2 separate regions of the Anas platyrhynchos genome follow, and region 2 is linked to region 1. The links are chromatin contacts, called in public Hi-C maps. All regions are on one chromosome and are shown on one strand. The core of a region is the stretch at or near the end of the contact, and the rest is flanking DNA. Distances in the headings are between cores, read along the strand shown. Region 1 overlaps MAML3 (mastermind like transcriptional coactivator 3). Region 2 overlaps MAML3 (mastermind like transcriptional coactivator 3).

What was found. Hi-C and Micro-C count contacts between places; a contact is called where the count stands out from the background.
Region 2: a Hi-C map of liver shows a contact between it and region 1, with 1.6 times the contacts expected there. The contact joins two enhancer-like sites. A contact is called at or near these places in 3 of 8 Hi-C or Micro-C datasets (liver, small yellow follicle and subcutaneous adipose tissue).

Annotation. Positions count from the first base shown.
Region 1 is chr4:39,968,341-39,974,601 of IASCAAS_PekinDuck_T2T, forward strand. The region is part of intron 2 of MAML3 (mastermind like transcriptional coactivator 3); the gene reads left to right. Among named protein-coding and RNA genes, the nearest start is that of MGST2, 100 kb to the right of the region's middle. Within about 2 kb of position 4,946, at least 4 of the 8 cell types and tissues checked have an H3K27ac peak or open chromatin away from gene starts, as enhancers often do. A contact at or near this core is called in small yellow follicle, where this site is marked.
Region 2 is chr4:40,047,804-40,054,424 of IASCAAS_PekinDuck_T2T, forward strand. MAML3 (mastermind like transcriptional coactivator 3) reads left to right here. Exons shown (of 6, transcript XM_072036764.1): 4 at 6,430-6,621. Among named protein-coding and RNA genes, the nearest start is that of MGST2, 25 kb to the right of the region's middle. Within about 2 kb of position 4,853, at least 7 of the 8 cell types and tissues checked have an H3K27ac peak or open chromatin away from gene starts, as enhancers often do. A contact at or near this core is called in small yellow follicle, where this site is marked.

The sequences.
Region 1 (6,261 bases), core at 3,696-6,195:
CATGGCAAACCCAACTTTGTGGTGGTTTTATAAAGTCTTTATTGATCATTCCCAGGCACTGCATTGTTCACCTCGCTTTCAATTGCTGCCTAGAAATAAGCAAATAGGAAACAAAAGTTGCTCTCGGAGTTAAAACCGGGGAGGAGAAGTTCATGAAGCTGCTGGAAAAACAGCCCAGGCACCCTGAGCGAGCCAATCGCAGGGAAAGAAATACAACACTTGGAGTGCGAGAGGCGCTCTCCTTCGCTCTTCGCATGCGTCAGCCACAAAAATAGAAACCTCAGGAACAAAGCTCCGTTGGCTGAGGAGAAAGGAGGAAAAAGGTGAGGCTGCTCCAAGTCGTGCTGATCACATTCCTCCCTGCGATAGCCAGGTTACCTTGGGAGTTACCGCGGCTGGAGCGCAAAGTTTGAGCCTGCACCTCCTGACGTTCCTACTCCTGTTTCTTCCCCTTGCCGGCTCGCGTTGGCTTTGTGGTCACTTTTAGCTGTGTCAGCACGTTGGAAATTGCTGACAGTAAACAGTGAAGGCATGCATGCACGCTACTGAAAAAACCACAAGGAAAACAGCCTTGGGTAAATGATGGATTTGCTCCCTGTTACATGTTCACAGCTCCCAGGCACTGTCTGGAGCCTCCTGCAGAACAGTGTTTGGAAGCTTTTATTCCCAATTTTTACAGGGAGTTGATGCAGGCTACGCAGTAGCTTGCCTTTCCATGTGAGTTTTGGTACGTGTAGTAGGGGAGAGGTTTATACAGATTAAATACTGGGCTGGAGAGGGCAGAAAGGGAGGTACAGCTGTGTTTGGGGTTGTCTGGGGCAGTGCAGACCAGGGCACGAGGCTTCTCTTGTGCACCAGCCCTCGGTGGTAGCACCGTGCTATCCCCACATTTCTCCACCCACCTCTGGGTTCAGCATGGGCAGGCTGGTCAGTGTGCCTGGAGCCCAGGGGCTCTGAGACCTGCTGGCTCAGAGCTCTGAGAAATGCGGGCTTCTGTCCATGCCGAGCTCACCTAGGTGCTGCACCGCTATGTGGAAGTGCACACAGCCCCCCGAGCCCTGCTCGGAGCTGCCAGAGGCTCAGCTCAGCTTACAGAGTGCAGAGAAGGGCTAGGCTGGACTCAATCAAAAATGGATTTTGCTGGGAGCCTGTTTCTATTTTTATAGGAGTTTACCCAGCTGCTTTGGAGCCGCTGCAGCTGTCTGAAGCAGTTGCAGTGCGCACCTTGCTGGAAACACTCGCTCTGCCCCGTGCCATGTCACCTGCGAGCCAAGTCCACCTCTGTAACAGCTCTTGCCCAAGGAGCTCCTGCAGCACGGGCATAGCCGTGGAGGGTGAGCCAGGAGCTTCTGTCCTCTTCCCTTCCCACTGCAGAGGTGGCGCAGGACTCGGGATGAGGTCTGCAACCTGAACCAGAAAAACAGAGATAAAACACGGTCTCATTGCTCTGGAATTGCAGGATGGTTTCTTTGTGGAATTCAGCAGTTATTCTGCCATCAGCTGATGCAGCTAGGACCAGGATTTGGGCTTGATCTATTTCAATAACTTCTGATTAAGAACCTGGTTTCCAAACTCAGTTTAAACTTGGTCTCACGTTGCATTTTAGGATGAACTAGCTTGAGCTGGCTTAAATCTCTGCTTTAGACTGAATTAAAGACAACCCAAAGCTGATGGGGTCTTAGCTGGGTTGCTAGCTACAGGGAAAATGCCATGTGAAACAGCTCCTGAAAGCTGGGAGGAGAGATCGATGCTCAGGGAAAAGCCAAGGGATTTGTCTGCCCTTGATGCTCAGTGTGCTCTTCTGTCTGCTCACACCGTCAGTTCTGCCCTTGTGTAGTGCCTGCCCTCCTGCAAGGGCTGTGTAGGTAGCAGCAAACCCAAATAATTTGTTTCCTGACACTAGAGATTGCCTTCAATCCCTGCTGTAAAGCTCCCGACATTAAAACCCCCAATATTTTTTCAAGAATTCCTAGGAGGCTGCTGGCACATAATGACTAATTTTGTAAATCTTGCATTAAAAAGGGGGCTGTACATCGGAGAGGCTTCTGCTATATTTAGAACAAAACTTCATGCTCCCACTGTCAGGATGTGAGCTTAATTACAGCATGCTGCAAACTTTGCTTTTGTGAGGGATATTTTTCTGCGCTGCTTGCTTCAAAAAGCACAGTTTTGCTGCTATTTTTATGATGCTTTTGTAACAGCAGCAGGAGTTGAAACGGGTTCGGTGAAACTGGAGACGGATCCTCTGACACACCAGCAGTGATAGCAGCCGTGCGGTTCCCAGCTCGTAACTTCTCACCAGCTGAAATGAATCAATGGCAGGAGGAAGGCGTAGCCCGATACTGGTTGGGTTTTCTTTTTTACTCCTGTAACTCGTAATTCACTTTTCTGTTACACCCCAAAATTTCCTGTTAGGATTTCGATACGGATCCACTTCTGCTGCTGTGTTTGTGCTTGGGTAACTGCTGGAGGATTACAGCAGAAAAAATAAAACTGGTAAGTTAGCAAGTTGTCTAGCCAAGGCCATTGAAAAGGTACATGCGATTCAGACCCCTGTGCATTTCTCCTGCTGGGGTGGCGTGGAGGCAGTGAGAGGGAAATTGCCAGGCAAGGCCGCAGGGTGCTGGGCAGGCAGGCTGCAAGCAACTGGGCCACCGGGAGCTGTGGTGTGTGGTCAAAGGGGTTTGCAGGTCCACGGTCAGCCTGCACCTGAGAAATGAGCCCTTAAAGAAGCAGCATAATGCAAAGGCAGCAGCGTCTGCTTTGCTCTTCTGGTATTTTGATTTTTTTTATGTTGCTTGGACCTGTCTTTTTTTTTTTTTTTTTTTTTTTAAATAATGGTAGTGGAGAAGTTTTCTGCAAAATATTTAATTTGTCAGCACGTTACACTAAAAGTAAATATGACATAACTTACTGGAAAAAAAAAAAACACATTATTTTCAGTTTTGCAAATAGTAATGTAAATGTTAAATCCACTTTTCTTTTTCCCCGTTGGTTTTTAAAAGGAAAATAAAATAATTGGCAAGATGTCTTTGAGATTTGATGATAGATTATGCAGTACAGAAGCTTGACACCCGGTAGAAACGCTCCTTTCTGCAAAGCTTTTATAATGTAACAATATAAATTCATGTATCTCAGGTAAACTGTTTTCCTGCCCCCATGGGATTCGCACAAATTTCCCCTATTAGCATGGTGCAAGGACTCTGTTGAGACTGCTCACCTGATGAGCAGGAATCGACACAAGTGGCATTTGCACAATCCCAGCAGAGAGAGACGCTGGCTGCATAAAATAATAACTGAAAGCGTTTTTAATTTAGGCAGGGCCGTGCTGAAAGCCATTCCAGCACCTCACTAGAAAACAGCCGTACTGCCAGAGCAATAAACAGCGCCGATGGCTGGGGGTGGGTGACATAATCCGAGACCATGAGGTGGTGTTGTGTCTATGCTCAGTGTCTCGTGGCTTTGTTTAACATGGCCTGGCAGCCCTGCCCTCAGAAGGTGCTCGTTTCCGAGGTGCAGGGCGAGAAGCCCCCTCGCCGTCTCAAGCACTGCGTGTCTCTCTGCTCCCAGAAACTTTCTCAAGCAGCACCGCTATCAGTGAGTCGAGCAAATAAACCTCGCTCGTCCTTGGTTTCTCTGGGATTTCAGGCTGCTGGCTCAAACGGTGCTTCTCACAGGACAGGAAAGAATTTGCTGGGCTGAATTTATCAATTATGGGCCAAATATTGACATTTTAATTCTCTGCTTACCTCTTCTAAGGCAATACAAAAACAGAGCCAAGACCTTTATAATTCCTTTTTTGTTTTATTGACGGTACGCCAGGGCCAAAGTGGCATCATGTGGGAAAGTATAACAAATATTTTGCCCAGAACAACTTTGGTGTATTTATCTGTTTCTTTAAACCTAATCTAAGACATTAAAAAGAAGCTTTCTGTCCCTGGGATCTGAGCAGTAGTCTCCAGACAATTCTCACCGCAATTAAGACTTACATAACTATCTGATTGTTAGGAGTCACAATAACAAACCAGTGAGGGTGAATGTTTGGATGGGAAGAGAGAGAGTGAGAGTCTTGTCTTTCCATGGGCTGTTTAGAGGAAAACCTCTTCCACAGAGGCACAAAGCTTTTGGAGGAGAAGGGGTTGAACTGGAGATTAACATAGCTACACAGAACAAATGTTTTGCCTAATACCTTGCTCAGGACATTGTGGAAATGGCAAGGCAGAGCATTTCTTTGCTAAATGCCATTCTGTTTGCACAAAGGTCTTTTCCTCCACGAATTGAGCTTGGCTGATACTGAGAAATACTGACTTATTCAGGCAGATTGCGCAGAGGGTTTAGTAAGTAGAGCAGTTTTACCTACTGTTGGTCTCTCTCCATTCCCTCCGTTCCTTAAAGAACATCTCTGCAGAAGAGCTAATTTTAAGTGAGAAAGCTATAGTGTGTGTTTGGTTTTTTTTTTAATTTTTTTAAATTTTTGTCCTGAAAATTAAATCTTCTTACTCCTAGTCCCAGAACAAAGTCTGTTACTTCAAGGACAGCTGTATTAATGCTATTTGTTGTCTCTTTAATATGTTGCTGTTTCACTGCACGGCTCCTGCTGGCACCCCAGAGCTTGGTGTGGCAGGGGTGGCCAAGGGGACCATGGGCACGCTGAGACCCTCTGACCTCCAGCTCCCTGGAGAAGTGCAGGTGTGTGGAAAGGAAGAGCAGGGAAGCTCTGGAGGGAGCGATGTTCTGCCTGCCTCCTTCCTCCCGTACGCAGCAGGGATTAAGTCTTTCCATCACAGACCAAAAGCATACCAGGTCCGAACTGAAGGTCACTTCTGTTGCTTTCTCTGCCCAGCCCCTGGCACGGTGACAGCAAGGTTCTGGTTTCAAAACACACCCAGAGGGACCTCGGGAAGCAGCAGCACATGAAAGGTCAAGAGCTGCGTGTCACTACAGTGCATTTATCAGACCCCACGTTGGACTGGCCTTGCAAGCGACACGCAAGAGCAGAAGAGAGCATTCCCCTTTCCCTGCTTTCTTAAAATGAGTGCTGGGCAATGCTTCTGTTATTTCTGAAACCTCCCAGAAATAAACATCAACACGAACCACAGAAGCAGAGCTAGCAGCAGCACAGCCTGTGTGTACGTTTGCTCCATGGGGTTTCCTCTCCCCTCCTGTCAATTATTCTTCGGAGGAGACTTTTCTGACTGAAACAATAGCAGGCTCCTCTGCCACTGGCTCTGCTTGTGTCGGCCCACCAGCAGGGATGCTTTGTAAGCCAGAATGAAGACCAAGTCCCGGAAGACCAAGAAATCAAAATGAGAGGGTCTGCCCACAAAGCACGGCTCAAGTTTTCTCTAATTTCGTGGCGTTCCCAGCTGGGTTGTGGTCACGGCTGGCACAAGACAACGGGCTCCTGGTGGATCCCAGCCTTCGCCGCCGCGTGTTGCTTGTCCAAAGTGCAAACCAAATAATCTTGTATTGGAAAGGCTTACAGTGAGGGTCTTGAACTGTTTCTTTCAATCTGGACAACTACTGCTGCTAGGATCTGTGCGTGCTTCTGAGGGAGAACAGCAGAAAACCCACCACGCATACAGTGCAAACCTTGGCATTTCCGCGGGTAGAAGAACTGTCAGCCTGGCCGCTGGTACAAAAGTGCCCAGAGGAGCATTATCTTTGCCTGGTTTGGGGTTTTGTTTCCTACTTCCTACAACACCTCCTTGTGCAGAACAGATGCAAGGCAAAAGTGCAGCTGAACAGATGCAAATCAGGTAACTTGGAAGGATCTAAAACGTGTAGTGAACTTTCTCACACACCCATATGCTTCACCACATACTAGGAGGGAGGGAGGAGACTTAGAAGCAAAGAAGTAATGTGGTGGTGTCTCCTATATAAAAAGAGCATCCCAGCAGCATGTAATCTGATTTCGATGTTGATCTCTGGGTCCCTACAAAGCTCCCATGGCCACCTACCAGAATTGCATTACTCGGAGCAGTTCACACCAGGGTCTCGTGGTTTGAAATGTCTGACAGGGCTCTCACAGGCCCCGCGCTACTTTCAGCTAGATCACTTTGAGGCTTTCTAAGGTAAACCTAGTACACTTCCCAGTGTGTTGTAAACGCTGTGCCATGAGTTGCAGGGATTTTAGGGAGATGACTGCGGTGTAGCACGAGCGTGGGACCAAATGACCAACAGCGGGCACGGTTTCAGCTGTTTGAAACAAAACTAATCCTCCCTGTGTGCCAGTGAAGCTCCTCGATCGCTGTGTGCCTC
Region 2 (6,621 bases), core at 3,603-6,102, 79 kb after region 1:
GTCCAAGGTGGAAGAGAAATCAAAAGGGCTTCGAGTGCTGGCACTGGGTGATGGGTAGCTTTGATTCAAGGATGTTGAAAGCACAAGCTCGTGAAATCACAGGCCTGGCACGCCACCCCAGCCACCTTGCCTTATCAGCTGCTGGTGTTCTGAAACCACAGCAAAGACGGCGAGGCATCGCTGGGCAGCTGCAGCAGAAGACCACTTCCCAGCTACCTTTTGGAAACATTTGGCTCTCGGTTTTAGGCTGAAATACCACCTGCAGAGAGGCTGCACGGACAAGTGCCTGCAGCGACAAGGGAGTTACTCCAACTCTTTGAAGCTGGTGTCTGACAGGGGAAGATCGTGGAATTTGTGCAGGAATCTGTACATTTACAGTGCTCATCACAAGCACTACTGGGGCTGCTTTGGTGCTTGCAGCAGTCACACACCGCAGCGGTACCACGAGCACTAGGGACGTGGCACACGCGCTCCCTGACCCTGTCTCTGCCAGGACAGAAGCCAGAGACAGAGTCACTGACAGGGCAGGAAGGTCCCCAGCCGCACAGAGAGAGCTACTTTGTGAGAGCCCCGAACCTCTGAGCTGAATTTTTCTGAGGATTTTTTGTGTTGCCTTGGCAGAAGCAGCGATACGGGGCAATTGCAGCCTCGTAGCGATTTTTGAGGTAAGTCGCCTTCTGCATACGGGAAGGAGAGCATATGGCCCAGTGTGTTTATTTCTCAGCCAGGATTCTTTCGGGCTTGGCAAATTACACGCTTCTCGCCGAGGATCAACACAAGTGCCAAGTTTGGTTTTTCTAAAAATGAAAGGGATTTCATTTATCACAGCACAGGGGAAAGGATCTGAGAAACGTCCTTAAGCGCGAAAAATACCTTTTGTTTATCCTCAAACAAAACACCCAAGGGGAAATTGAACAAAAATTTCACTGAGAGTGGGGGAAAAAAAAAAAAAAAAAAAAAAAAAAACACACAAACCTCTCCTCTGCAGCCATCCGCAGGAGATGTCGGTCAGACAGCCGTGGTGCGGGCCCAGGGCCCAGGCCATCAGAGGGAAAGGGACAGCCTGGTAATATTTGGGTGTTTGCTGCTGGAGCATCTTTTCCTGGTACCTGTGCTTTCCCCAGGCCCCCAGTTTTTCCCTCTACGTGGTAGAAGTTTCTCTTTCTCTCACAGCCTTTATTTTTATTGTGTCCTTTCCCCTCCGTTCCCCTTTTCACTGGCCCCGTGTGGCTGTTTATTTAAACCATTTGCCTGCTTTCATCTTCCGCTTTTCTTCTCTCCCCCTTCTCAGGGGCTCTCTCGCCGTGATCATCCTCGCACCTCACATCAGCTTTCCTCCCTTCCTCTGCCCTATGGACTCGCAGGGGGCACTGGTTAAAGCTGCAGCCTTTGGCACTGCCATTTCCAGCAGGCACCGGCCTCAGGGCCTGGTGTCTCTGCCAGCTCGGCCCTCACCCGGTGCTGCCGCCAGGGCACCTCCTGAAGGCCTGGTAAACGTGCTGAGGGATCGCCTCTGGTGCCCCGGGGACATGGCAGTGCCTCTGGAGGGCCTCGCCCCCAAAAACAAAACTGGAAAGCGGGAGCAATCTCCCCTGCAAAGGAGAGAAAGCACCGGGGCTGTTACTTGTAAAAGAGGAAACGAGCCTGTTTTAATTAATCTGGTTGAAGCTCGGTAGCATTTCTGAGTCCTACCAGGATTTGCAGGCTGCAGATGCCCTGCTGGGGCAGAAGTCAGTGCTACCAAACCGTGGTGGTGGAGTGACGAGACGCTCGGCCCTGTGCACTGAGATCAACTCCGGGCAGACTTTAGCTCCGAAATGGTGTCGAGAAAACACTCGCTCATTTCCAAATCCTTTCTTATGTACTTTGTACCCAGAAGTAAAGAAATCAGTCCCTCTGATGAACCCACACAACCCCAGAAGTAGCAGCCTGACAGACAGTGTTTGTTCTGCGGGAAGAGTAAACTGCAGCGAAAAGATGGGGAGGAGAGATGCAGGGGAAGGGAGGGCAGAGGAGAACAAATTGGCTGCATGCAGAGGTTTAGCGTCAAACGTCAGAGGGATCTTGTTCGCTCAGATACTATATGAAAGACCATGGCAACCGGGGGCCCAGAGAGAGGAGAGATTTGTAGCTGCTCCCCGGACTGGATGACAGAGGAAATAGGTGAAGCAATCCACCCTGCAAAGCCCACTGGGGGCTGCGGAGTCGTAAAACAGCCTAGCTGTCCCTTCACCCTGTACACGGGCTCGTTCGAGGCAAAAAAAAAAAAAAAAAAAAAAAAGAAGTCTGAAGTGAATGGATTTGTAATTCAGTCAGATGGGACCATGCTGCTGAAGGCGGCTTTGCTGTGGGCAGCCAGATTTAGAAAGAGGGATTAAGATCCCTGCCGGACACAATAAGTAGCAACATTACAAGGAGTTTACGAGAAATGTTTTTAGGGGAAAATAGGAGGGCGCGTTTATGTCACTCTGAAAACACCCCATGAGATTATGTTTCATTGTCCATGGAAATGCAGTAATACTTTTGATCCCGGTAATAGACTGGTTCCCTCCTTTTTTTACACCTTGAGTGCTGTGTTCAGTTTTGGGCCCCTCACTACCAGAAGGACACCAAGTCCCTGGAGCGTGCCCAGAGCGGGGCTACAAAGCTGGTGAAGGGCCTGTAGCACAAGGCCTGTGAGGAGTGGCTGAGGGAGCTGGGGGTGTTTGGTCTGGAGAAGAGGAGGCTCAGGGGAGACCTCACTGCTCTCTGCAACTGCCTGAAAGGAAGCTGTGGGGAGCTGGGGGGCGGCCTCTCCTCGCAGGTAACTAGTGACAGGACCAGAGGGAATGGCCTCGAGTTGTGCCAGGGGATGTTCAGGTTGGCAATGAGGAGACATTTCTGCTCAGAAAGAGCAGTCAGGCACTGGGACAGGTTGCTCAGGGAGGCGGTGGAGTCACCGTCCCTGTGGGTGTTCAAGGAAAGGTTGGACATGGTGCTTGGGGACATGGGTTAGTGGGTGATCGGAGGGTGGTAGGAGGATGGTTGGGCCAGCTGAGCTTGGAGGTCTCTTCCAACCTTATCAATTCTGTGCTTCTGTGATCTACATGTAGATATACACATGCACAAGCTGTGACGAGATCCCCATGAGGAAGGGGCAGTGACTGCCAGAGAGGCAGCAGCGCGGTGCAGCAGTGCCAGCTGCCTCTGGTGCCAGGGAGCAGCAGCTCGGAGCTGCGCAGAGGTGAGGGCAGGCAGCGCTGCGCTGTCTCGTACATCACAGGCCGGTCGGCTGCACCACTAAGTTGCGTTTATCCAGAAAGGCTGTCGTCTCTGAAGACATCAGAAAGTGGAGATCTGCCATTTCTGGTGGGTAATGAAATCACGGCGTAAAAATGTGATTCTTCTTTCTGATTTGAATCTGTCTTTGGCTTCCAGCCCTTGTATCTGGTTTTGCCTTCTTCACTAGATAAAAGAACTCTTTAAAGGATTTCTTCCCTCGTGAAGGTATTTTTATATGCCATGGTCAAAGCGTCTCTCAGCTTTCTTTGAGGTAAGCTAAATGATTGAGCTCTTTAAGTCTCTCACTGGAAGACGCTTTCTGCCTCAAATCATTTTTGTGTCTTCTTTTTCTGCTCTGGCTCTGAAATGTAGGTGCCTGACTGTACACATTTTTTCTAGCATCGTTCTTCTAATGCAGTATGCAGGATAAGCCACCTCCTGGCTTCTGTTTGCTCTTCTGCTCTCTGTATATTCAGGGGTTGCATTACTTCACATCATACCACAGAACGGCACAGCGAAGCTCATGTTCGACTGTCTGTTTTGCACGTTAAGATGCTGCTTTAAAGTCCTTGTTTTTTTGGAAAACACCTTGTCCCTTGAGGTGGCATACCCACCCCTGATGGTTTCTGGTCCCTGGGGTCCCACTCTGATCCCTGGGCCTCCAGCAGAAGTGGTGTGAGTTGACAACATCTGAGGGAGGAGCAGGCACGTGTAAGATTTGAGACAAAGAGGAAAATACCTTTTTTCCTTCCCCTTTGTCCTCTTTTTGAAGTCACTTGTGTTTGGTGTGCGTAACTGTACACACACCACCCTGAACTCCGAGGAGGACCCTTCACTGCAGCAGATCCTTAGAAATACCGTGGGCAGAGGCGCTGATGAAGCAGCTAGGTCCCTACAGAAGTTTGCCTTACTGGGTGCTCTACAGCTACGAAAACCTGCCCAGACGTGTCACACAGACCATTTGGAAATTCTGCCTCTTTCTTGGCTCCACGAATGGAAGCTCGACTCTGCCTAAATCCGGCCTTACTCCCAGGTGCAGGGCACTCGATCCTGTCCCTGGGCTGCATTGGAAGGGGGTCGCCGAGACTGTGGGGAGCATGGGGGTCCTGCTGGGTTTGGACCCAGGCACAGCTGCCACACAGCAGCAGGTGAGGAGCTCTGCTCCTGGACACCAGGGAGCATTTTCCTGCTGGCAGGGGCTTTCTGCCCGGGCTGCACTCCTGTTTTCGGGATACACAACCCAGGGCTGCTCCTGGTGATGTCAGCGGGGCCTTTCATCATTGTTTGGGAAGAGCTTTGGCCAAAAATAATGGAAAGGAGCAGAAATATTCCGGGCGGGAGGGTGGTGTTCTGGCTTGATGAAGAACGCCTGGCCTTAGATCTGTTATTAAAGCTGGAAACAGGAAGCTTTTGCTGTGAATAGGCAAACTCCCGTACCCAGGAACGGCTGAGCACACCGCTCTGGAAGTGACACCCCCGTGCTAATCTTCGTGTTTCCTCCAGCTGCCGCACGGGTTCGTGTCAGCTGGCGGGGCTTCCTTCGGGGCTTTCTTCCCTTCCCAACCCCGCAGCTTGCAGCGTAACGCCCTGCGGGACCGAGCTGCGGCACTGCGGGACGGGTTCGTGCCTGCGCTGCTTCCGTGTGCACACGCAGCGAGCCAGGACACAAGTCACAGAATTTCTAGGTTGGAAGAGACCTCAAGATCATCGAGTCCTGCAGCAAGGCTCTTTTGAGGCAGATTCAGCCAGGTTTGGGGCTGCAGCCCCGGCAGCAGCTGCGCACAGAGGGTTGGGGGAGCCCCTGCGGGTGCCACCTCCGGCTGCCGTTCCCCCCCCGGTTCCTTTCCCTTGCAGTAGCTGCAGCAAAGGCTCCGTGACTTGGCAGCGCGGCCTCGCTGCTGCCTATAAATGGAAGCAGTTGGCTGGTCTCCCAGTATCACACGAGATAGCCCTGTGCAGCCTTATGCAATCCCCGGCCTGATGACTTCATCAGGAGCCGGGGGGACGGGGTAGGAGGGATCCTCAGAAGGGTGCTGTGTGTCCCCCCGGGCCCCACGGGATGGGGACGGTGGCAGGGTGAGGGCAGTGAGGGGAGCGTCAGGCCACGAGCCCACAAAGTGTGGTGTGAGGAAGGAAAGGGGGGGATGTGGGAAGGCTGTTGGGGTGGGGAGGAAACTTTCAGACCAGGGGGACGTGTACATTGGGAAGGGAAAGCAGCCGAGTACCGGAGAGCTGCCTCTCAGCGGGGAGCCCTTCGGGAACTACCAGTGCAAAGTAGAGATGTGGACAAATTGTATTTTCTTGTTATTACCTCAAAAGGGTCCTTGAAAACCTGACCTTTGTGACCCTGAGCCGAGCCGAGCCGTGCTGCCCCGGTCTGGCAGCGTCCCCTGGTGCTGATCTGAGCTGTGCCGAGCCGGGCAGCATGGGGAGATGCGGGGGAAACGCGGGCTGGGGGAGGAAGATCCAAAGGAGAGGGCTTCTGCAGAGACTCTGGCATCCTTGCTCCCATCTCTTTTTCTTTTCCCAGCACTAAAAGACAGCAAGTTGCATTGGGAGCACAAAGAGAAAGCAGGGGGGGTAGGAGAAGGTACCCGTGGCATCACAGATGCTTGTGTCCTCCCAGTGACGAGCTTTTGGTCCTTAGCTGTGGGGTGAAAATCATAAATAAAGACGTTGTGTGCGTAAATCCTGAGCTTCTGGTGCAATATAGGGGGAATTAGGGCTCTTCACTGTGCCTGCCTACAGCCTCAGCTCCTGAACACAGAGGCCTGCTTGATAATGCTGGTGTGGGGAAAGGGAAGGAAGTGGGAAGGGAGAGAAACGAGGTTTATTATCCCCATGATGACAGAGGAAAACTTTGGAAAAACATCTCTCTCGGGTTACTTAGCCTGAGTGAGAATAAACCTAGTACCCAATTCTGGTATCTTATTATTAGTGAATTGTCAAGTGCTCTTGCTTTATCTGGGGGGCCTCTGAACTCCGGGTTACGACGTGAGAGCCGAGGAACCTGCCACCTGCAGCAGACAGCGTGAGGCACAAGCAAGGACTCTTACTTTCTTCCAGCTCCAGTCCTCGCCCACAGACTTGAGGCATATTGTTAACCAACCATGATTTCCCCAGCCCGCGAGCGCCCTCAGTAACCAGGCTCTCTCTCTGTTTGTGCAGGAGCAGCACCAAGTGGGATTGTCTCGGACCACAGCACCTATGCAGCCTTCCGTCCCACCGGGCTCCAGCAGCGTGGTCACAGGCACGAGCTCTGGGGGTCCCTTCCTGGGAAACCAACCGCAAGCAGCCATCATGAAGCAGATGCTGATTGAGCAGAGAGCCCAGCTCCATGTGATGGAGCAGCAGAAACAA